Regions from separate parts of the Mus musculus genome. Here regions 2 and 3 are each linked to region 1. The links are chromatin contacts, called in public promoter capture Hi-C maps. All regions are on one chromosome and are shown on one strand. The core of a region is the stretch at or near the end of the contact, and the rest is flanking DNA. Distances in the headings are between cores, read along the strand shown.

Region 1 (4,202 bases), core at 1,319-3,818:
TCCAAGCATATTGCAATCATAATATGTGGCAAACATTTACATAGGATACTATAATTACTCTCATTTAAATTTCAAGATACTCATCTATGCAAGATGCTACCATTAATTTCCAGGTTATAGATGAGAAAACAGCCAGAGTGACCTTGGTTTCCAGCTTGAAAGATAAGTACCTAAAATTTCCCATAATACAAAGCTGTTAAGGCAAGATATCTAGTGCTTTAAAAGATTTTTCAAATGAATTTTGTGTATGTATGTATCTACACATATACATCGTGTACATGTGCATTTACATCTACATGTACATCTTAGTATGTAGAGATACACTGTTTTTCAGGGCATGGGGAGTTTTGCAAGATGAACGGCAAGGCAACTAGAAAGCAAGCAAAGAGAAAAACTTCTGACTCATCCAATGTCCTCATATTTGATGAGGAAATTTCTAAAATAAAGTCTTCTTACATTATTTCTTGCACATCTATTAGACACTGTCCTGTAATTGACCGTGGATGATCATTAGTTTAGCTGTACCATATGTCAATTGTTTGTTAACTAGGTAAAGATAATTCCTCTGATTTCACTGTTTTGCTATTCATTATATCCATAATTTCAAACATTAAAGTAAGGACTTCCTGTCTTTGATTGTCTTCTTTCTCTCAGAATGGGTTTGGTGTATTTGCAGCAAGTCCTGTTGACTCATTCTCAGAGCCTCTTACAAATCTGTAAGCCATTCTTCACTACAGTGTCAGTCCATGCTGCTAGCTTCCAGATCTACATTCTTGGTCCACAGTCCCTTTCAATTCATGTATATGGCAGCTAAAGGATCTTAAAAAAAACAAAACAAAAAAAGTAAAGTACCTTACATAAGAATAATGCAACTTTATACGCCCCAGTACAGGGGAACACCAGAGCCAAGAAGTGGGAGTGGGTGGGTAGGGGAGCAGGGAGGGGGGAGGGTATAGAGGACTTTTGGGATAGCATTTGAAATGTAAGTGAAGAAAATACCTAATAAGAAATTGGAAAAAGGAAAAAAAAAAAAAGAATAATGCTTCTCTTAGAACTGTTGGAATTTACAGTTTTTTCTATCTTCTCACACTGACTGCAGCCATTTTGGTTCCTGGAAATTTTCTTGTTGCTCCTTCCAGTGCTCTGGTGCTCAGTATTCCACACACATACCCCTAATACAATACTTGTAGCTCCCCTTAGAGATGCCTCATCTTGTCTTCAACCTAACTAGAGACCGGCCATCTTTCCTCTCTAGTACTGCTTCCAGTGATTTCTCTAAGGTTCTTATGCCTACCTAACACTGTGAGGTTTCTTTATTGCTTACTTATTCACTATCAGTCATCCCAAGGAGACACTCACAGCTCAGACGTCAGAGGTCAAGCAGCTGTAATTCACCCTGCCTCCAATCTTGCTTTCACATGGGAAAAACTAATGAATATCTCAATAGATCAACAACAACCTGTAAAAATCCTAAATAGCAAGCCATGAGTATTGAAATATTACTTGTTTATTCTCATGAAATACCCAAAGTTAAAACTCTGAAACCCTTAAGATAAAAATCTCAAATGTACTCAAATGCAGAATTTATGCAGCACATTATATTTGAAATACCCTGAATGAGTTCATCTAATTCTAAGAGAGAAAGAAAGTAAAGTTAGCTGGGCGTGGTGGCACACTCCTTTAATTTCAGCACTTGGGAGGCACAGGCAGGCAGATTTCTGAATTCAAGGCCAGCCTGGTCTACAAAGTGAGTTCCAGGACAGCCAGGGCTACACAGAGAAACCATGTCTCGAAAAACATAAATCAATCAATCAATCAATCAATCAATCAATCTAAATCCTCCTTTAGCTGATGATACATAAGGCCCCTCCAAAAGTCCCTCCCAGGGAAGGGTGTAGTGGTGCCACTGCTTTGAAGGCTTAAGCGCCAACTGTTTTACATCTCAGGAAAGGTTTCTATTGTATATATTCTGAATAATATGTTTTCTGTGATATAGAATTGAACCTAATGCCTTATACATGCTAAGTAGGGGCTAAAGCCCTCTGAGCTCTGGGCTTGCCCCCAATTTAATTAATATGGGGTACTACAAAAATTTGCATGTCATCCTTCTATCCAAGCAATGCTAACCTTCCCTGAAAGATTTCATTTTTAGTCTATGTGCTGCTGAAGCAAACACAGAATTCATTTTGTAAAAACTGTCTTACCCAATGTCACTTTTTGTTGGATTTAAATTTGAATTTTTATTAGTTTATATATTGACAAATTGTCGTTATACATATTCATGGACTATAAAATGATATTTGATCTGTTACCCTGGTATCTATTTTTTTGTGTGTGATGAGAACACTTGAAATCTCTTCTCAGTGATACTGAAATGCACACTACTCAAACCTTTGTTCTGTTTATCAAGAAGTATATTTGCTCTCAAAAATTAAAATCATTCTTCTTCCTTCTGCCCAGCAAATCCTGTATCATGTTTTAACTCTGCTAAGGTTTCCATGGGAAAACACCAGCATGAATATCTAGTGCCCTAGGAACCAAGCCAAATGAACTAGGAAGGGAAAGAAAAGCAATTATCCATGGGCAGTAACCCAAGAGCTACTCCAGGACCCTGGGACTTGCCAGGCCTCTCCTCCATCACCAAGCTGGCCAACTGACAATGGGCATTAATGATATTAACAAGGTCATGTGTTGAATGTGCTTTTCTTCCAAATCTCATCAACTCCCAGGTGTCACCTGGCTTGGCTTGCTTCACCTCGGGTGCACTGGGAAAGACCTCATCTTGGAAACAGGCATCGACAGATCCAGCATGGGGTCTGACATACAAGGCTGTCTGCCTACTGTGTATCTGGGAAATTTCTTATACTTTGTGAATGCTAACAAAGAAGACAATTCTTGGGCGAGGCATGAAGCTGATTCCCCAAGAAAATTCTCAGGACGCTTTCTCACAAATAGTCAGGGACAATCATAGTCTAGTGTTTGCTCTTTTTAAAGCTTTTCTTAAAACATAATTTACTCATTTTCATCTTGCAAAAAAAATCACTGGATAACTATGTCTCATTATAAAAGCATACTGCATTGACAGCATATAACCAAAGACACATAAATGAAGACAAAAATATTTTTTTGCTATTTTGTGTATATAATTGGTAACTTTTCTCGAGTAATTGTGTAACCTAGGATGAAGGGGAAGGTGAGACAGCCTTGCATCATAGCAATAGATTTTACCCAGTAGCATTAAATCAGAAAAATTTGAAGGCCAAATGTTGAAACACCATTTTCTTCTCCTTTTCTGTAATTAAATGGGTTCTTGGTTTTTCTTTTAATACATAGGCTTATTCCTTCAAGCAATCATTTATCCATCTAATTATCTGAAAATAGAAATGTGTGGACATGGTCATATTCAGGGATATAGAATTATTAGAAATCAATCATTTCTTTGCATCTGATTTCAAACTTATTGAGATCTATTTAATTATAATTTACTCATTTTGGCACAATTTTTTCCTGCATATTGTGGAAAAGAATGAGTTGTAGAAAAGAACAGACCAAAAACCAAAGAATTGTATTTATCATTGTAACTGCTGGCCACTTTTATTGTTTAGGTTTATAGTTATACCTTAACATTTTTCTGGGTTGTTCTGGATATAAAATTTGAAAATATATGCTTGAATTCTACTCAAGTTTTGTAAACAAGGTAATGAGGCTTTTATGGGATTTCAGGTGTTTATGACAGGAGACCTAAGGTATCACTTGAAGCTAGTCACATGGCTTGGGTCAGACTCAATGACAAGAGCAAAGACCAGTCAAATAGAAGAAGTCAGAGACCATGGAGACTCCATCTTCCAGGATATTATTTACTATAATGGTTTATATCTTGTTCTTCCCTCTCTAAAAAGAGATGGGGATGTAAGAACCCAGAACTGTAGAAAAGTCTCTTAGACTCCCAACCCAGAGAGCAGAGTTCGCATGAAGAAAATTGTCACCAGAACTTCCATCATTTTATCCTATAAACTAATTCACTTAACATTAACACCCCTAGCCTCTGGGATCATAGGGTAATTATACAGCAATGTAAGAGCACGAGATTCTAAGAGATTGGATGACCTCAAAAATCAAATTGTCAAACCTCTTCATTTGAAAGCTGAAGAAAATAAAAGTTAAAGTGGCTAGATGAAAAGCTCAAGGTCACAACTTGCTAG
Region 2 (4,593 bases), core at 1,436-3,935, 190 kb after region 1:
TTTAGATGTTTCTCTGATCAACATTTATATGACTTTATTGCTTTAAAAGTGAGTGGAAAGTATTATAGGCATAGTGAAGAGTAAAAGTGAGAACATTAGGAAAGAAATAAGAGAGAAAGGAGAACCATTACTGTTGACCCTTTGTGTGAGATTTTTCATGACATCTATAAGACAGTAGCCCATTATGTTGTTCTGACTGGGACAAAGATGTTTTTTTGAATCCCTGTATTTAAAAGATTCGAGAAGAAGGCTAGAAGAGGCCAGTAGGGAAAGGAGAACTTGGAAACTTAAAAACTTAGAAATTTTTAACATGAGGTTGAAAGTTTCAGTCCCTTAATGAGTCTTCTCAAATATCAGAGCAACAGTAAGGAATGCCACTTGTAATTCCTGATGGCCAATTTTATATTCACACATTTTATTGTCCTATCACATTTATGAAAAAGTTGACACACCTCACCCAAAGGCACGACTCAAAATGGATCAAGTTGAGAATAGAGACACAGAAGGCAAAACCACTCACCAAATGGGAAAACATGTGAACACATAGAGACAATATACCTCAACAATCCCCACTGTCCCATGTTTCTGTGTGTTTACTCTAAGCCATGGAACTACTATGTTCATATGAAATCAGTTAATAAGCTTTCCTACCTGTATATTTACTCCATGTATCAGTGTACTTTAAGGTACAATTAAAGGTGGTGTGAGTTTTCTAAGTGCCTAGATCACCTGGCCTCTCAGAATCAGTTCTGTTATGGGCGAGGGCACACACTGCTTTCGCTCTGAGTCCACCCAGAATGCTGAGGTGCTTCTTCCCGTCTACCAACAATGAGATGTTTGTACCACATAATGAAGAAAATATACCCAAGGGCTTGGTCAGTGCTTCTAAGTTAGATAAAATTTCATTTCCACAAGGATTTCATATATGTCAGTATAGATACTGTACAATCTAAAATGCTTGACAATTAATAGACACAAGAGAGGGTGAGTTCAGAAGGAAAGATCTCACTTTGAACCTCATTTATGACTGAAATAATCACTATGACACCAGTTTTCTCAACTGCTTAAATAAAATTTTAAGGTAACTTGTAAGGCAATAGTTTACATTTAGTAAACAATTATTAGTAGATGGCCACTTTGCAGATTAAATGTGATGTACCACATGGTGACCAGGACTGATAGCTGGAAGAAGTAATTCAACCTCACTCTATCCACTGGCAGCAAGGTTAGTACAACCTGTGAACTATGAAAGAGAAGTCATAGTGACTAATTCACTCCTTAGTGATAGATATTTAAAACTGTATACTTAGACATTAAGCTGGGAGGTAGGAATCCAGTATTCATGGAGACTAAACAGAACCTAAATTGGACACACTACAGTTACAATTGGTCTTGAATGAAGTTGTTACAATTGCACTACTCAAGGTTAGAAATTCTAGGCAGTAACTATACCAAAATAATGAGAAATTCCTCCCTAGGTTGAGATTTTCTAACACAAAAGAATACTAAGAACAAAAGGTATGATCTGCCAGAGAGAAAAACTCATTCCAGTAAAAGAAGAGGAATGCTCACTTGGTGTGTGATTTGTGTACAAGTTCCTTGAGAGCTGTAAAGATGGTTGTTTTATGTTAGAAGGACCTACTATGTTAAACTAGTATACTAAACTGCATGAGCGCAAATCAAAAGTGAAAATTTCTTATCTTTTTATATTTTGACATTAAATTTTGTTTTGTTGTACAGTTATCAGAAGTCATTTAAATGAAACTATTGAGTATTATGATATTTTATGCTTTTCTATTATGTACTTACCAAGAGAGAGAGAGAGAGAGAGAGAGAGAGAGAGAGAGAGAGAGAGAGAGAGAGAGAGAGAGAATGAGAACCACAACATATGTGTAGAAGTCAGGAAACTGGTTAGTTCATAATGTTGTTCCACCTGTAGGGTTGCAGATCCCTTTAGCTCCTTGAGTACTTTCTCTAGCTCCTCCATTGGGGGCCCTGTGATCCATCCAATAGCTGACTGTGAGCATCTACTTCTGTGTTTGCTAGGCCCCGGCATAGTCTCACAACTCTAGCTGCATATGTATCAAAAGATGGCCTAGTCGGCCATCACTGCAAAGAGAGGCCCATTGGACTTGCAAACTTTATATGCCCTAGTACAGGGGAACGCCAGGGCCAAAAAGGGGGAGTGGGTGGGTAGGGGATTGGGAGGGTGGGTATGGGGGACCTTTGGGATAGCATTGAAAATGTAAATGAGGAAAATACCTAATAATAATAATAATAATAATAATAATAAAGAAGTCAGGAAACAACTTATAGAAGTCAGTTCTCTCTAGTACGTAGGTTCAGGCATTGAACTTGGGCTGTCAAGAGCCTTTGGCAGCAAGTGCCTTCACCCACTGAACCATCTCTCCATTCCTCCTTATGTTTTATAGTTATATCTTAAAGAAAGTAACAAATTATAGATTGTATAACTGAGATGTGAATAATGCAGAATAATTTGAATGAGAATATTCCCCATAGTCTGCCCAGGCAGTCAGAACAGGAGCAAAGTCTCTATTCTTCCCATGAAAATGAAAACAGAGAAAAAGCATCCTTTTTTTTCTGAAAGTCTTTGTACACCAAGGTTCCCAGAGGGCAGTTCTGACTAGTGTTCTGGGCAATTTACATGGATTTATATTCTCCACTATTCTTTTTGGAAGGTGATTAATTGCTATGGCAACAATTACATCATAGGACATCTATGCTTACTCAGGGATAATGTGAGAATAGTATACACTCTCTCTTTCAAAAGTTTTTCAGAATAGTGGGAGTCCTTATACAGGGTGTTGTTTTTAAAGATGATTTGCCATTCTAAAATAATCCAACTTGGAGTATCTCATGGGGCTTACAATTGTTGGAAGAAATCAGGAAAACATAAAAAAATCTAAACACAGAATGTGTCTATTCATGAAGAAATGATTTAAGGTATAAGTACACAATAACTCTTGATAATATATAAATGTCTAAGAGACAGTATGGGTGAAAATTGAAAGGTGACTATTATTCATAATTAAAGAGTTGGTAAGCCATTGGCAACTTGTCCTAGTTATGAATCATGTCCATTTTAGCAGTATCAATACAAGTCTTTGTGCACTTTCAATCTATGAAGCACAAGAAGCAGAACAGCAAAATGTACTAAGCATCAGTTCTCAACCTGTGAACTGGGACCCCTTTGGGAGTCACCTAGCAGATACCTTGTACAACAGATAATTACATTATGATTCATAACAGTAGCAAAATTACAGTTATGAAGTAGCAACAAAATAATTTTTATGGTTGGAGGTCACCACAACGCAAGGAACCTTATTAAAGGGTTGAAATACTAGGAAGGTTGAGAACCACTGTCTTAGTGCTGTAGTATTTTAATAATATCACTGTGTAGGAAGAAGACACGGCTCAGTGGGTCACAGCACTTATTGCTCTTGCTGAGGACATCAGTTTGATTTCCAGCACCTACATAATGGCTCACAACAGTCTGTAACTCCAGTTCCAGAAGATTGGATGTCCACTTCTGGCCTCTGAGGGGACAAGGCATATCTGTAGTATACATACCGGTATTCAGACATGTATATCAACACACACAAAAAAAAATGTTATTACCAATTTTCTAAGCCATGTGCACAAGATTCTCAGCAAAGACACCAACGAAAGTAAAAAAAAAGGGGGGGGGGTTGGCTATGGGCAAAACACTGGCTTCTCTGGGAAAATCCTGAAATTCTCACCACACAAGTGTAGGCCTCTCCTGGATTAAAAAAATATTCTCCTTTTTTTTCTTAAGTAGACTTTTAGGGAATGAATATATATATATATATATATATATATATATACATATATACATATGTATATATAATCACTGCTGGTATGAACAAAAGTATCTTTATATATTTTTTAAATATTTATCTTATTTGTGTATGTGTGCGTGTGCGTGTGCGTGTGCGTGTGTGTGTGTGTGTGTGTGTGTGTGTGTATACTATGATTTCTCAGAGGCTGGAAGACAGTGTTGGATTTTCTGGAGCTAGAGTTAGAGGCATTTGTGAGCCATCTAATATTTTGGGAGATATAGTTTAGGTCCTCAGCAAGAGCATAAAACACTCTCTTAACCACTGAGCTGTCTCTCTAGCCCCAGAAGAGATGTTCTAGCCCGGTGTTGAATGCCTGAAATCCAAGAATTGAAAGGTTGGGGCATGAGGATTACCGTAAGTGGAAAGCAAACCTGGGATACATAATAAATGCCAGCCCAACCATGGCTGTAAAACAAGACCCTATCTCAGCCTTTCCTTAATCCCTCTACTAAAATGAGATTGCATTTGCCAGAAGCCTCTAGAAAAAAACATGGGTTAGCTCCAAGCTCTGACATATAAACACACACACATATGCTCATACAAAACACACACACACACACACACACACACACACACACACACACACACCAGCAGTGATCATAGAATCTAAAAAGGGTCCTTTTTCCGCATCTTCCCAAGACGTGTGTGACAGTTAAGATTGTAGACTTCCATAACAAACAATATGAGTTCAAATCTCTATTACTTACTCTAC
Region 3 (4,500 bases), core at 1,321-3,820, 210 kb after region 1:
CTAAGTCTCAGTTTTTCTTCTGTACATAGAAAATAATGCCACTCAAGCCACAGAAGGCTCACATAAGGCTCAGTAAAATGCAATGTGCTACCCATGAAAGCCATGAGTTCACTTTCTTTACCTATGTGGCTCTTAAACTTGTCTTAGACAAAAAAAAAACAAAAAAACAAAAAACAAAAAAGCAAAAAACTGGGCTGAATAAAAGATATTTAAAACTTTCCGTTTTCCACAGTTTAGTTTTTCAGTTTTATCTAATTCTTAAAAGCATGATATGATAGAGAGTTCAGACAGGTGTCACTAAACACATTCCACAGATGAAGAGCCTAAGACCAGAGAAGATAAATGTCTCTGCTGCAAGCCCTGTGGCTAGGTAGAGGCAAAGGAGTGCCCAAGTCCCTTCAAACCTACCTCTGTCAGTTATTCATTCCTGGCAATAGGATTCATTATATATGCAGAATGACCTCAAAAATAACAAGTGAATGATAGCATTGGTGTTTTCTACTTTGATGAGAAAAATAATAATTTAATAGTTAAGACTGTATTCTGTTTAAAATATTGCGACTTTAAAATGGCAAGTATTCACAGAGTACACACACACTATCTTCCCTATTTCTTTTGCTTTTTATCATTTTAAAATCGTCTTTTTAAATGCGATATTTGGGGGTGTGTTAGCCAAAGCTACAAATGATAAGGTAAAAACTGGACTTTCTATTGCCAATTTATGTCTCACTGAAGAGTGAACTCTTGTTTGGTAGTAGAAATGCCTATAAATAAGTTATTGTTGATCATTAGATCGTAACAAGGAATTTTTGAATTGTATGCAACCATTCCCACCAAATAAAAATATTTTCAAGTTATTTCTTTACATATATTTGTACTCTCAGCAAAGCTTTATGACCCAAACAGTTTCAAGTGAGTGATCAGGGAATCACTGTTACCAGAAAACGGTACCACACAGAAACCTGTATGAATAATAAGATCGGAAGGGTTACCCTACAGAAACCCTGAAAACGACACACTCTCACAACTGGCTGTGTGGATTTTGTCTATCAGCTCGTCAATCATTTAAGTTAGTTAAGTAGCAAAACTCCCTTTCACATCAGAGCTGAATGAGGGTACTACAGGAAATTCTACTTTCTTGTCAATAGTACCCTCGTCCTAAAACATGTCTGTCCTTAATAACCCACTACGTAGATTCCAGCAGAGAGACCAGGGCAGTGTGAAGCAGAGTAACTAGGCACCTGATTCTCACACACCCTTCTAGCAAGATCTTGCACTTTGTTCAGGTCTGGCCCAGGCCTCTAGCCTCTTTTTCTTACTCCAAAAGCCATCAAGAGTCTGCACAGCGAGTGAAATGTCAGGCAGAAGTGTTTCCCCTTCTGTCTGGGGTTGGGGGTGGGGGTATCCTCACCTTATGCCCCTGGGGAGGGGAATCAGTGCCACCAGGGCGGAGCGAAAGACAGCGTGAGGTTGGCGACTTCCACGCCATCACCGCAGCCCGGGGCCTTCCCGCCTCCGCCCGGGCCATGTTGGGGTGGGGTGGGGGTGTCCCCAAAGCGCAAAGCTGGGATAAGAGTGCAAAGGGGAAGTGATACAACGTGAGGATGCGAGGCGTGAGCATGGACACACACAGGGCATCTGCAGGTAGAACAACCCCGCCTTTCTCCAACTCGCTCTCCGGACCTGCCTGCAGCCCGACCACTGGGGGATCCCAGCGTCAGGACAAAGCTGTCGCGGCCTCTCTGAGAGCGCAGGGAAAGAGAGCGAGCCCTGGCTCTCTCCCCTGGCTAGGACCCAGTGCCAAAGGACCTCGGGGACACGTCGGATGGGGAGAAAGGGGTCCGCGGGCTAGGCGCCTGCAGTGCCTGTCCCTGGTGTCCCCACTGGGAGCCTGTGCTCACCTGTTCAGCACTTTGCGGATCCTCTGGCGCATGCTAGCCCGGGAGGAGGCGGACAGGCTCACGCCGCCGCTGCCCTCAGCTGGCAGGTTCTCGATGGTGGTCACCACATGGTTCGGCGGGGCCGGTGGAGGTGGTGGCTGCAGTTGGGGCTGCGGAGGCTCGGGGGGAATCATCGCGGCGGAGGCGGAGGTGGATGGCTATCAGAACGCTGCCCCGCACATAGTGCGCGGGCTCCGGGCCCGGGAACAAGCAGAGGACCCGGCCAAGCGGCCCCGGCCCGGGGAGGCGGTGCCGCTTGCGAAGCGACGAAGCGGGAGACACCGGCGGGCTCCGGCCGCCTCCTCCCAGCCCAGTGCTCTCGGGTTGCTACCCAGTCCTGGCTGCACACCCTCTCTCCGGGCCGCTGCCACCTCCCGCCGGAGCTGCAACCAAGTCCTGGCACACCCCGCCAAGTGGCTGCAAAGGGGGTCGGCGGGGACCCGGAGCTGCCGGGTCCACTGCAAGGACCGTGCAGAGAGAGGAACGGGGCTGCCGGGTTTCGTCTTCTCTCCCAGTGCCTAGGGCTTGTCCTGGCTGTGGCAGTTGTGGTGGCGCCGCTTCAGCTGGCGCCGGGTTCGCTTAGAAAGCTGCCGTCTGTGTCTCACGGAGTGAGAAACCAAGAGTGAACCTGGAGCGCCGGGCGGGGGCGCCGCGCCGGCAGAGGGGGGTGGGGGTGGGATGAACGCTCTGCTCCCCGCCAGAGGGCGCTCCGGAGGTGCCTTGGTGTCCCCAACCCTCCTCCTGGCATCCAAAGAGGCCCCTGGTCTAGGATGCTGTGATTGGTGGTGGGTACTTTTGTCTTTTAAGTGCAGTAGTGGATACATCCTCCCTGTGAAATTGGGGAGGATTCCTCTTGCTTCTGCGGAGGCTCTGCAGAATCCAGCACCATGGGCCCGGGACAGAGGCACAACCCAGAGACAGTTTGTTGGTCCAGGCTACAAATTAAGCACCCTAAATATCACAACTATGCTCATCTAGAATGGACCTGGAGGAAAAAGGAAGTAAAACAGTTTCTCACTAAAAATGCATGCTGGGAATTGGGAAAAGCAAACTAAGTCATCCCAAAACAACTCCATTTAGGCAACAGAGCACTGTGGAAGGAAAGTGAAAATAACAGAGATCCTAGAAAGTTTTTTTTTTTTAAATTCTAGGACAAGGCTACTCCTGAGTTGCCCATGGCATTGTAAGAGTTAAATGAAGTAAATTACCCATCAAGAGGGCCTGATGGCTCCCTCAAGGTCCTCCAGCTGTCAAACAAATAACTTTGTTAGCTCCTGAAATCATAGCCCACTTTCTGCCCAATGGACCTTATCCCAGACATTCCTTATACCTATTGATCTGCATTTCAAATAGTTATTGACTCTGGAAATTTTTTCAGATGCCTCTTAATCTAGATTGCCTGGGCAAGGATCTTGCCACAAGAATGATATGCATTTAAGTTTTGCCCACTTCACTGCAGAATAGGGAATTGATCCTATTGAGTAAGTTTAACAGGTATATTTGTTCACACGAAAGCACATTGATACTGCCACTAAATCCAAATGCTCTAAAGACTAGCAAATGAAAACATCTGTTTAGGATGTTCAGAGAAAAATAACATTCAAAAGTAGACGATGTATTCTCAAAACAGGGAAAAGAGGGACAAAAGAGCAGTGGGTGGGACAAAAAGAAGCCAGTCCTTTGTATCATAATAGGGGTTCTTGTCATTAAAAAAATTGGATAGACAGAAATGTACAAAACTTCTCCTGTCTATATTTAAGTATCTGTCAAACCCAGTTTCTACCTGAACTGTCCCCAGGGCCCCTTTCTACAAAATTCTACCCAGCTTGGAACACTTTCCATTTTATAATTAGAACATCACCCCATGCCTTCTTTAGTGACTTTTCATTCTAGAATATTCACCCCAGATTTTCAGGACAGGTGAAAGAATTACTACAAACAAGAACAAGGCTTGTAACCTTGGGAATATTAAAATTCCAATAGATTGCAATGAGTTTGCCCTTGGGAAATGACCAAATATAGCAGACATGAGTAAAATTCACTTCAGCTGGACCTGGCAGCAAATCTCAGTAAGAATATCTCTATTAAAAGAGCATTCATTGTCATTTCAAGTGTCTCCCTTAAATGACTGGTTGCTTCAGTGCCCTCCTCCTCATGTTTGGCTAGATTCCTTTTGAGTGTTTTTGGCATATTGCTACTCAATCCTTTGACTGCACTTCTGAGCCTGCATGTATATGTATATATATATATATATGATCATTTTTCCAGAAGAACTGCAAAATCCAAATGTTCTAAATATCCAGTGAGTCAAGAAGGGAGAAAACACGGATGAGGAAATAGGATATGGGCTGGTACTGGCGAGTTTATGTCAACTCAACACGTGAGTTACCCTAGGGGAAGGACCTTCAAATAAGAAAATACCCTCATAACATTGGGCATACAAGCCTGTAGAGCATTTTCTTAATTAGTGGTTAATGTGGGAGGGCCTGACCCATTGTGGGTGTGTTACCTGTTGGCTGGTGGTCCTGCGATTTACAAGACAGCAAGCCGAGCAAGCCAT

Evidence for each region. Promoter capture Hi-C pulls out the DNA fragments that hold promoters and counts their contacts.
Region 2: a promoter capture Hi-C map of neural stem cells shows a contact between it and region 1. The contact joins two enhancer-like sites. A contact is called at or near these places in 4 of 39 promoter capture datasets (the 3T3-L1 cell line, embryonic stem cells, liver and 1 more) and 1 of 115 datasets of contacts at active chromatin or transcription factors (embryonic stem cells).
Region 3: a promoter capture Hi-C map of neural stem cells shows a contact between it and region 1. The contact joins the promoter of Slc35f1 here to the enhancer-like site in region 1. A contact is called at or near these places in 4 of 39 promoter capture datasets (3T3-L1-derived adipocytes, hippocampal neurons, liver and 1 more), 1 of 484 Hi-C or Micro-C datasets (stem cell-derived neural progenitor cells) and 5 of 115 datasets of contacts at active chromatin or transcription factors (astrocytes, embryonic forebrain, neural progenitor cells and 1 more).

The regions. Positions count from the first base shown.
Region 1 is chr10:52,903,612-52,907,813 of GRCm38.p6, reverse strand. All of the region lies in intron 1 of Slc35f1 (solute carrier family 35, member F1), which reads right to left. Among named protein-coding and RNA genes, the nearest start is that of Gm40647, 100 kb to the right of the region's middle. Within about 2 kb of position 2,568, at least 6 of the 459 cell types and tissues checked have an H3K27ac peak or open chromatin away from gene starts, as enhancers often do. A contact at or near this core is called in neural progenitor cells and neural stem cells, where this site is marked.
Region 2 is chr10:52,716,518-52,721,110 of GRCm38.p6, reverse strand. All of the region lies in intron 1 of Slc35f1 (solute carrier family 35, member F1), which reads right to left. Among named protein-coding and RNA genes, the nearest start is that of Slc35f1, 28 kb to the right of the region's middle. Within about 2 kb of position 2,685, at least 3 of the 459 cell types and tissues checked have an H3K27ac peak or open chromatin away from gene starts, as enhancers often do. A contact at or near this core is called in neural stem cells, where this site is marked.
Region 3 is chr10:52,688,571-52,693,070 of GRCm38.p6, reverse strand. It overlaps Slc35f1 (solute carrier family 35, member F1), which reads right to left and starts at 2,570. Exons shown (of 8, transcript NM_178675.4): 1 at 1,902-2,570. The coding sequence starts at 2,074.